Regions from separate parts of the Mus musculus genome. Here all the other regions are linked to region 2. The links are chromatin contacts, called in public HiChIP or PLAC-seq and promoter capture Hi-C maps. All regions are on one chromosome and are shown on one strand. The core of a region is the stretch at or near the end of the contact, and the rest is flanking DNA. Distances in the headings are between cores, read along the strand shown. Region 1 overlaps C2cd3 (C2 calcium-dependent domain containing 3). Region 2 holds the start of Lipt2 (lipoyl(octanoyl) transferase 2 (putative)). Region 3 holds the start of Coa4 (cytochrome c oxidase assembly factor 4).

The links. Promoter capture Hi-C pulls out the DNA fragments that hold promoters and counts their contacts. HiChIP or PLAC-seq counts read pairs in DNA pulled down with a chosen protein or histone mark.
Region 1: a contact with region 2 is called in a promoter capture Hi-C map of liver, with 3 times the contacts expected there. The contact joins the enhancer-like site here to the promoter of Lipt2 in region 2. A contact is called at or near these places in 3 of 39 promoter capture datasets (3T3-L1-derived adipocytes, liver and stem cell-derived epiblast-like cells), 2 of 115 datasets of contacts at active chromatin or transcription factors (bone marrow-derived macrophages and pancreatic cancer cells) and 1 of 9 other capture datasets (liver).
Region 3: a contact with region 2 is called in an HNF4G HiChIP or PLAC-seq map of pancreatic cancer cells. The contact joins the promoter of Coa4 here to the promoter of Lipt2 in region 2. A contact is called at or near these places in 1 of 115 datasets of contacts at active chromatin or transcription factors (pancreatic cancer cells) and 1 of 9 other capture datasets (liver).

What each region holds. Positions count from the first base shown.
Region 1 is chr7:100,464,556-100,467,255 of GRCm38.p6, forward strand. The region is part of intron 32 of C2cd3 (C2 calcium-dependent domain containing 3); the gene reads left to right. Gm10603 (a long non-coding RNA gene) reads right to left here. Exons shown (of 2, transcript XR_001778233.2): 1 at 1-2,700. Among named protein-coding and RNA genes, the nearest start is that of Gm10603, 3.5 kb to the right of the region's middle. Within about 2 kb of position 1,301, at least 171 of the 459 cell types and tissues checked have an H3K27ac peak or open chromatin away from gene starts, as enhancers often do. A contact at or near this core is called in 3T3-L1-derived adipocytes, liver and pancreatic cancer cells, where this site is marked.
Region 2 is chr7:100,157,849-100,160,548 of GRCm38.p6, forward strand. It overlaps Lipt2 (lipoyl(octanoyl) transferase 2 (putative)), which reads left to right and starts at 1,429. Exons shown (of 2, transcript NM_026010.2): 1 at 1,429-1,899; 2 at 2,326-2,700. The coding sequence starts at 1,434. The coding sequence ends at 2,555. Gm51452 (a long non-coding RNA gene) reads right to left here and starts at 2,328. Exons shown (of 2, transcript XR_003946658.1): 1 at 2,247-2,328; 2 at 1-283.
Region 3 is chr7:100,535,747-100,538,446 of GRCm38.p6, forward strand. It overlaps Coa4 (cytochrome c oxidase assembly factor 4), which reads left to right and starts at 1,354. Exons shown (of 2, transcript NM_183270.2): 1 at 1,354-1,446. It overlaps Gm39058 (a long non-coding RNA gene), which reads right to left and starts at 1,373. Exons shown (of 2, transcript XR_869836.2): 1 at 1,058-1,373.

The DNA.
Region 1 (2,700 bases), core at 51-2,550, 310 kb after region 2:
TGTTCCAGGCAATGCTCAGCTTAGAGGGAGAGGGGAAGGGAGGGAGAAGTCCAGCCTTGAATCTCCATTTGTAGATCCCATTTTATTGTGTATAACAAAACGTTTCCTGAGGAGACAGAACACATATCTATTCACCCCAGATAGGTATACTATAACAGACCAAAGCTTGGATACCACCAAAGTCCAATCTGGTGAGCCATGAATTTTACTGTGGGTACTTAGAGGAACATGGGTGAAGGGCTCCAGCATGGGTGGCCTCTTAACAGGCACGCTCCGATCTGGTCTGTTCTGAAGAGCTGCCTCTGCTGTGGAACGCAAGCTCCCTGGGTAAGGGGCCAGTGGTTCTGTCTTTCCCTGCATCTGACTGGAACTATGGCCTTTGCATAGCTGCCAGCAGAGCTTCACCAGATCATACCAGAAGGGAGACAGGTCCAAGGGAACTTCCTGAAGCCCAGGGCCCTCATGACTGTGGCTCTGGCCTTATGGCTTTGCTCCTCCTGTTAACAAAGATCCTGACCTGTTTCATTTTCTTTGAACCACCAAGTCCCTAGCACTCTGCAGAATTCAAGAAAAGACCTAAAGGTCACAGGAAGGTTCTGCTAAAGGCTACCTGAAACTTTTGAAAGAAGATGAGTAACCTGGGTGAGAATATACAGGAGTTGGAAAGAAGGCAGAACTAGTTGGTACCTAGCCTGACCCAAACCGCAAGTTAGTGTTTACCTCCCAGGTAAGGTCTGTAGACCTGCCGGCATGTGCTATGCCTGTCAAGACCTGAGCAGGCTGGTGTGCAGCAGGGTCCAGGAACTCTGCCAGGCACTGACTCTATGGAGTCTGGACTTTGGAAACTTCCCACTAGTCAGCACTGGTTAGCGTGCTAAGGAGTCTGTCTGGCTCTCCTGGGCTCTTCATTGTGGAAACTGGGGACCAGTGACAGTGTAAACAGGAACCCTGTGGGCTGGCCCTGTTAGAAACGGCTTCTCAGAAGGACAGAAGTGCCAGGTGGTAAGGCACAGAGGGAATACTTAGGTAGAAGAGCCCCATGGGGAGAGTGCTAACAGGGATGGGAAGGGAGCTGGGGGGGGCCAGCCATGCTGTAACTGGCTTGGTTAAATTTCAATCTTCTGCCCAGGGCTGGGACTCTGGTCTGAGTGTCCTGTCCCCACTTCCCCCGACTCATAGCTGTGGCTGCTGAGTTCTCTGCTGTCTTCAGTGTCTGGGAAGTCCTTGTTGCTACCTTAGGAGTGGATAGTGGGAGCCGCCCCAGAGAAAGGCAGCCAGCCAAGGGGGTGAAAGTTGAGCCCAGTGGCAGCTGTGTAGAGCCCTCACACAACCTCTGAGGCAGCCGTCCAGGCAGCCTCACCGGGCAGGGCAGCTGTTTGCTTTCAGTTTTATCTCTCCAGGGTTGTTTCTCACTTAAGGGCACTGCTCTGGAAAAGAGCAGAGCTTCAGCCATGAGCCCAATCTAGAGGATCACTTGGGGTCTTGTGGGTGGTTGTGAGCACTTGCCTAGCCAAGCCCTAAGCTCCCTTGGGGAGCTGCCAAACCCTAGTTCTGCTCAGGACCTAAGATAAGAATAAAAGCTTTGTTTTGCTCTGGTGTCTAGCCAGGGTCACCCCTAGCTCCAGCAGAGCTCCTGTGTTTTGCCCGATGTACCTGTCATTTGCCTCCATGAGATCTGAAGTTTGAGTTTCATAGTAAACCAGAGAAAGAAAACCAGAGTTTACTAACTCTGCTTGGCAGTGATCACTGAGACCCACTAACAGAAACCATCTTACTTATAAATAAGTGAAATGGGTCATCTATACCACAAACCAGTATTCCTTCCATTCATCTCACTACATGTCCACTGAGAAAGGACTGGAGAAGCTTACAGAAGACTAGAGACAGTCACCTGTACCCACCACTCCCCACAAGCACATAGCCTCTGATGAAGTAAATCTAGAGGTGTAATGAAGAGGCTCTGAACTGAGATTAGACCACACTGCAGAGCAAATAGCACCTCTGAAGAAACCACACCACGGGACCTGTACAAAGTCAGTCAGTGTCTCTGTCTCTGTCTCTGTCTCTCTCTCTCTCACACACACACACACACACACACACACACACACACACACACGCACACATGAACTTTTACAGGTCAGCTCGTTGAGGTTAAAGAGGAACAGGTGAGACTTCCCCCGACTGCTTTGTGGTTTGTTGTTTGTTGTTTGCTTGTTTGCGTGAGTGGGTGGTGGTGTTCACACAGCTCCCTTTTCTATGGCTGTTACTCTAGAGCTCCTCTCCTCAGTCCGTCCACCCTGGCGACTGCTCTCTGCACCTGAGAAATCCCCTCTCCACACCTTAGCTCAGGCCAAGCCTCCATTTGGCATCCTCTCCCTTCACATAGTGTTCAGACTCCATCTTCGTGTTTCTCTCTAGTCCCTCCTTGAAGTTCCCTTCCAGGGATTCCATCCATGGATGGCCCCTCTGTCCAGACCCTAAAGAATCCCTAAGGTCTGATGATCCACTTGCCTGTGGGAGGAGGGGAGGGCGGCTCCTGCAAAGTGCATGCTGGGCTGCTGGGCGCTTGCTTTGTGATGCTGTGCAGCATGGAGAGGAGTGGCCAGTGCATGTGGGTGTATGTCCCTCCTTAGACACCGTCCGCTGCCCAGACCTTCAGGGGTATGTGCTGTAGCAACTCTGATAAAGAGACTCTTTAGC
Region 2 (2,700 bases), core at 179-2,678:
TATATGTTTGCCCATGCCAGTCTGTCCGCCTTATTAATTCTTGGCATTGAGCCTCACTCTGGTTGGTATTCTGTTCTTCCTCTTTCTGCTTCCTGGCCCACCCACACTCAGTGTTACTGGAGCTATTAACAGTCAAAGTCCATCCCAGCACGTAGGAGGCAGAGGCAGGAGGATCTTCTGTGATGGAGGAGGGAGGGGAGAACCTGCATGGCAGAGGTGGAGGGGTTCAGAGAGTGAGAAAGTCCACAGTGCAACGATGTAGGCTCAGGCTTTAGGCCGATATCTGAAAAGGAAATAAAGAAAAGGGGAAAAAATTAGTGGTCAGTGCAGATCTGAGATTATGTCCCAGGTTAGAATACCACACCAGAGACACACAGTGTGGTTAGAAACAGGGGCTGGTTATTAAAAAAAGAAAAACACTCCCAAGAATGGGCGTGAGCTAGTGGGCTAAGTAAAAGCCTTGGGGACTGAGGGCTCAGGACCCTTTATAAGACTTTGATAAGACATCTACCTCTCCAAATTGTAGTTCTGGGGACTTTTCTGGCACATTCTCTGTTGTATAAAGCTCAGGTCAGGAAGGGTTTCTGGGCCAATTAATCACAATTAATCTTGATATTCTGGCTTCCCGTCCCCTGTCCTTCCCTCGGCTTCTGGGACTGGGTTGTATGATGACTCAAGCTGGAGCTCCCTTCAGAGATCAGGGCTTCATAATGGAAGCAACTCCTACAAAGGTAACGGTGCCTTCCCAGGAGTAGCTTGTTTTTGTGACCCATCTATGTAGGATGTCCCATTTGCTTTAATCTAGAATAATTCTAATGGGTCAGGCCAGACTCGGAGCATTCCTGGGGGATAGCTAAGGAAAGAATCTAATGCAACTATTTCTCTGCTCAACTACAGCTTCTGCCTAATCCTGTTTCTTTCAAGTCTTATATATCTTGAAGTACCTGCTACGTCCCACACCGATCCACAATAAACCTCTTTGCACACTAGTCTCCCTTTCAGTTTTCGAGGAACTCAACATATTACTGAATTCTGTTTTTCTTTCCATCATTGAGGAAAATACGTAATAAATAAATTAATTAAATTAAAAAAAAGAATTTACATGGTGAAACAGAAAGACAATTTCTGAATATTGTCAAAAAAAAAAACTTTAATATTAGCTTGTCAGCTGTGAACACCTAAGCTTCCAGGGTTGGATCTTCGTTTCTCAAATACTCTACACTGCACGGTCCAAGTTCCTGCAGAACACAGAACATACTAAAAAATGATTATTGGAATGAATGGGTGGTTAAGACCAATCCTGCCTGGACTTCGGGTCACACAGGTAGGCGGGAACTGAAGCTCCACTCGGGCTGAAGCTCAGGGGCGTGGCCCAGAGTCCCCGCCCCGAGACCCGCCAGAAGGCGTGGCCCACGCACGCCGCCTCCCGCGCGATGTCGCTGCCTGTGGTCCGGCTCGTTTGGCTTGGTCGGGTGCACTACTCGGAGCTGCTGGCGTTGCAGGAGCATTGGCTACGGCGGCTACAGGCAGACCCTCGCCCTGGGACCCTGTCGGGGACCAAAGCGGGTGTGCTCTTGGTCTGCGAGCCAGCGGGGCCCGTATACACGGGCGGGCTACGCGGTGGCCTGACACCCGAGGAGACTACGCGGCTGAGGGCCTTGGGCGCCGAGGTGCGCGCCACCGGCCGCGGCGGCCTGGCCACTTTCCACGGCCCGGGCCAGTTGCTCTGCCACCCGGTGCTTGACTTGCGGCTCCTAGGCCTGCGCCTGCGCACCCACGTGGCGGCGCTGGAGGCGTGCGCCGTGCGACTGTGCGAACTTCGGGGCCTGCAGGGCGCCCGCGCGCGGCCGCCGCCCTACACTGGCGTCTGGCTGGGGGAGCGCAAGATCTGCGCGATCGGTGAGCGCGCCGGGGCGGGACCGGGGCGGAGCCTGGGCAGGGCTAACATCGGGGAGCGCTGGGCTGGACATGAACTCTGGGCATGAGCCACTGACCTCCCTCATGGAGCTGAGACAAAAGAGTCCTCTAGTTCAGTATGAATTGCCAGGTTTCTTCCTGTGACTCATAACGGGAGACAGGATGCCAAAATTTAAAACTTCCAATGCAAACGCAATTCTTGTGTTAAACGAATCTCGAAAATAAGGGCAGCTGATGTGTAACCACAGCCCCCACCGCCATTGACTTAGCCCCCAGATCCAGTCAGTGTTCCATCCAAGTTTCAAGGGATTGTGCCCAGGCCTCCTTACCTTTCAGCCCCAGAGGGATCCTGAGGCTCCCAAAGAAGGGAAGTATAACTATGCTAAGATATTTTGGCTTGTCTTGCAGGAGTCCGCTGTGGAAGACACATCACGTCCCACGGCTTGGCTCTGAACTGTTCAACCGACCTCACATGGTTTGAGCACATTGTGCCTTGTGGACTGGTTGGAACTGGAGTCACTTCCCTGAGTGAGGCGCTTCAAAGACTTGTCACTGTGGATGAAGTAATGCCATCATTCCTTGTGGCATTCAAGGAGACTTTCAAGTGCACGTTAATCTCTGAGGACAGCCCCAGCTGAAGGACATTCATTCACCTTATCCTTGGGATGATGGTTCTACAATAGAAAGCTTCTAGTCTGACTGAGTCCCCAGAACTACTCTGATTCACTGACCATGACAGGCCCTGAGCAATTGCTAGTCTGACTGAGTCCCCAGAACTACTCT
Region 3 (2,700 bases), core at 104-2,603, 380 kb after region 2:
TATATGTAGAGAAAGTTGCTAAAGTAATTTTATCTTGTTTACTGGTTATAAAGTAGAATTTTATCTTCTCTGATGACAGGTGAAAATCACCAGACATAGATATATGATAAATACACATATATGGTAAATACATATATAAGTACATATATGCTTGATGATCTATATGTATTTATCATAAATATGTGTGATGATCTTCACTTATCATAGTAAAGAACTAAGCTTCAAGGTTGGTCCCGGTGGCACACACTTGTCATTGCAACACTCGGAGAGCTAAGGCAGGAAAGCCACAAGCTTGAGGCCAGCCTGAACTACATATTCAAGGCTAGCTACTACACACAGTAGCTACTGCTACATAGTGAGACCCTATCCCCCCAAATACAAATAAAATACCCAAAACAAAACCAAAAATAGATACAAAACATAATAATGGTATGTGAAATGACAGATAATCAATAAAATGAGCTTTTCTCACAGAATTTAGGAAGGTTGATTGTGTGTGTGTGTGTGAGAGAGAGAGAGAGAGAGAGAGAGAGAGAGAGAATTCAATGGTCAGGAATGACACAGAATGCCATTCAGAGGTAAAAGAGGATTAGAGTTGTCTGGATATGGCTAGGTGCAATAACTCACTTTCCACCCTGAAGCCTAGAGAGATGGAAAGTTAAGAAAAGGGTCTCCAGGGAGCTTGTGTGCACTGTCAATGAAAGTGGGGAAGAGAAGGCAGGCAGAGTGAGGAAAGATCAATCCCTTGGCCCCTGCAAGATGGTTCCTGAGTAAAGTTGCCAGCCACCATACAACCTGAGTTCAAGACCAGGACCCACATGTTAGGACAGAATCAATTCTTGCTGTTCTCTGCTCTCCACACGTGTACCTCAACGCCACACATAAATACACAAATGTAAATAGAAAATGCCTCTTCCTTTCACTTCAGCAATTAGGGCATTCTAGATCCTAGTTATGGCATGGGACACACTGTGCATACATGTTTCTTTGTTTTACTTGGGAATGAAAAATGTCCCATTTGAAATTCCTTTTCTGGATCCTGTGCCCTTCAGCTTACTTGGCAACCCATGCGGTAACACTTCAGACATGGGTCCAGTCAGAGCTCTTGCTGATGAAAAGGCATAATGGCTACCCGCCTCCTCCGTCACTCTCAGGTGGCCTGGAGTCACCTGAGGGTGTGTACACAGTCTCTCAGAACGATCCAAGGTGCCTTCCCTAGGATCCGGTCTCCATTGGTCCGCTCCTTCCGCCCTTTCCCGGAAGAGGCGGGCTGAAGGCGGGCTCTACACGGAGAGTTCACCAATGGGAATTGCAGAGGGCTCTGTTCTTCCGCGTGTGTGCTCCCGCTGGGTCGGCTTCCTGCGGAGAGAACAGGGGGCGTCCTTATTGCCTACGAATCCCCGCGTCTGGGGCGGAACGCGCTCGCACGCTCTTCTGCACCTGCGGGTGAGCACTGCGCACGCATCCCTACACCGGATGCACAGTGGGGACGGCGGGAGTGCTCCTGAAACTGGGAGAGGTGCTTCAGGGGACTTGGATGCCTGTATTTCTCTCCTTCCTCTTCCTTGTCATGCCTTACTAGAAGGCCTTGCCAAGCTGTCAGGCATCTAGCCTGCCCTTATTTCTAAGCATGGGTTGAACTCATTTTATTCAAGGAGTACCGAGGACAACATGTATTGGACATATACTGCAGTGCTATTTACAAAGTCTACCTAGTGAATCTTAAAGCGATTTTATTTTGTGTGTGTGTGTGTGTGTGTGTGTGTGTGTGTATGATTTGTTGACGGCCCTACCTAATAATACAGGTCTCCAGGCAAAGACATTTACCCTTTTATTGTGCCTCCGTAGCGGTGAGGTTTATATAGAGAAGTGCTTAAATCGTCTTGTGACCTACCCCTTTTCCTCATGATAATAGTCTTAAACTCCTAACATGGGCTGCAAAGCTTTGCTGATCAATCATTTACTTATTTCTGCCAATTTTCATTTCCTGCTCTTCTGGTTTCTCCAGTTACTGAAGTGTTTTACGAGGCTGAGAATCAAATTCAATTTACTTTTCCACGTTGGACATTTGTACTACTACCAAACTACATTTTCAGCCCAGTCATCGAACTTGTGATTCCTCTCATGTGTCTACCTCTAGCCAGAAATAGTTTTCCCATGTTTGGCTAACTCATTCATCCTTGAGTTTCATCCTGGAAGTCAGGTTCTCTAGAAAGTCTTGACAGATTAGACCTGCCTCGTTTTCCCAGCTGTCTGTACATACTGTTGTAAACTTCCAGTTTACTTGCCTAGATTGTAAACTCCATGAGGGCAGGAATTGTCTCTAGCTTGGTCTTGTTTGTATACTCTTTTTTTTTTTTTTAAAGATTTATTTATTTATTATATGTAAAGTACACTGTAGCTGTCTTCAGACGTACCAGAAGAGGGCATCGGATCTCATTACGGGTGGTTGTGAGCCACCATGTGGTTGCTGGGATTTGAACTTCCGATCTTCGGAAGAGCAGTCGGGTGCTCTTACCCACTGAGCCATCTCACCAGCCCTTGTATACTCTTAATATAGTAGCCAACACACAACACAGTAACCACCTATTAATGAATAAGACAGAAAAGAGGCATTTAGCGCCTTTATACCCCGTCGTAACAAACTTTTTGCAAAGGTTGAAGTTATCTCTATTGAAGCCTTTCCTGAGTTCTCTCTTG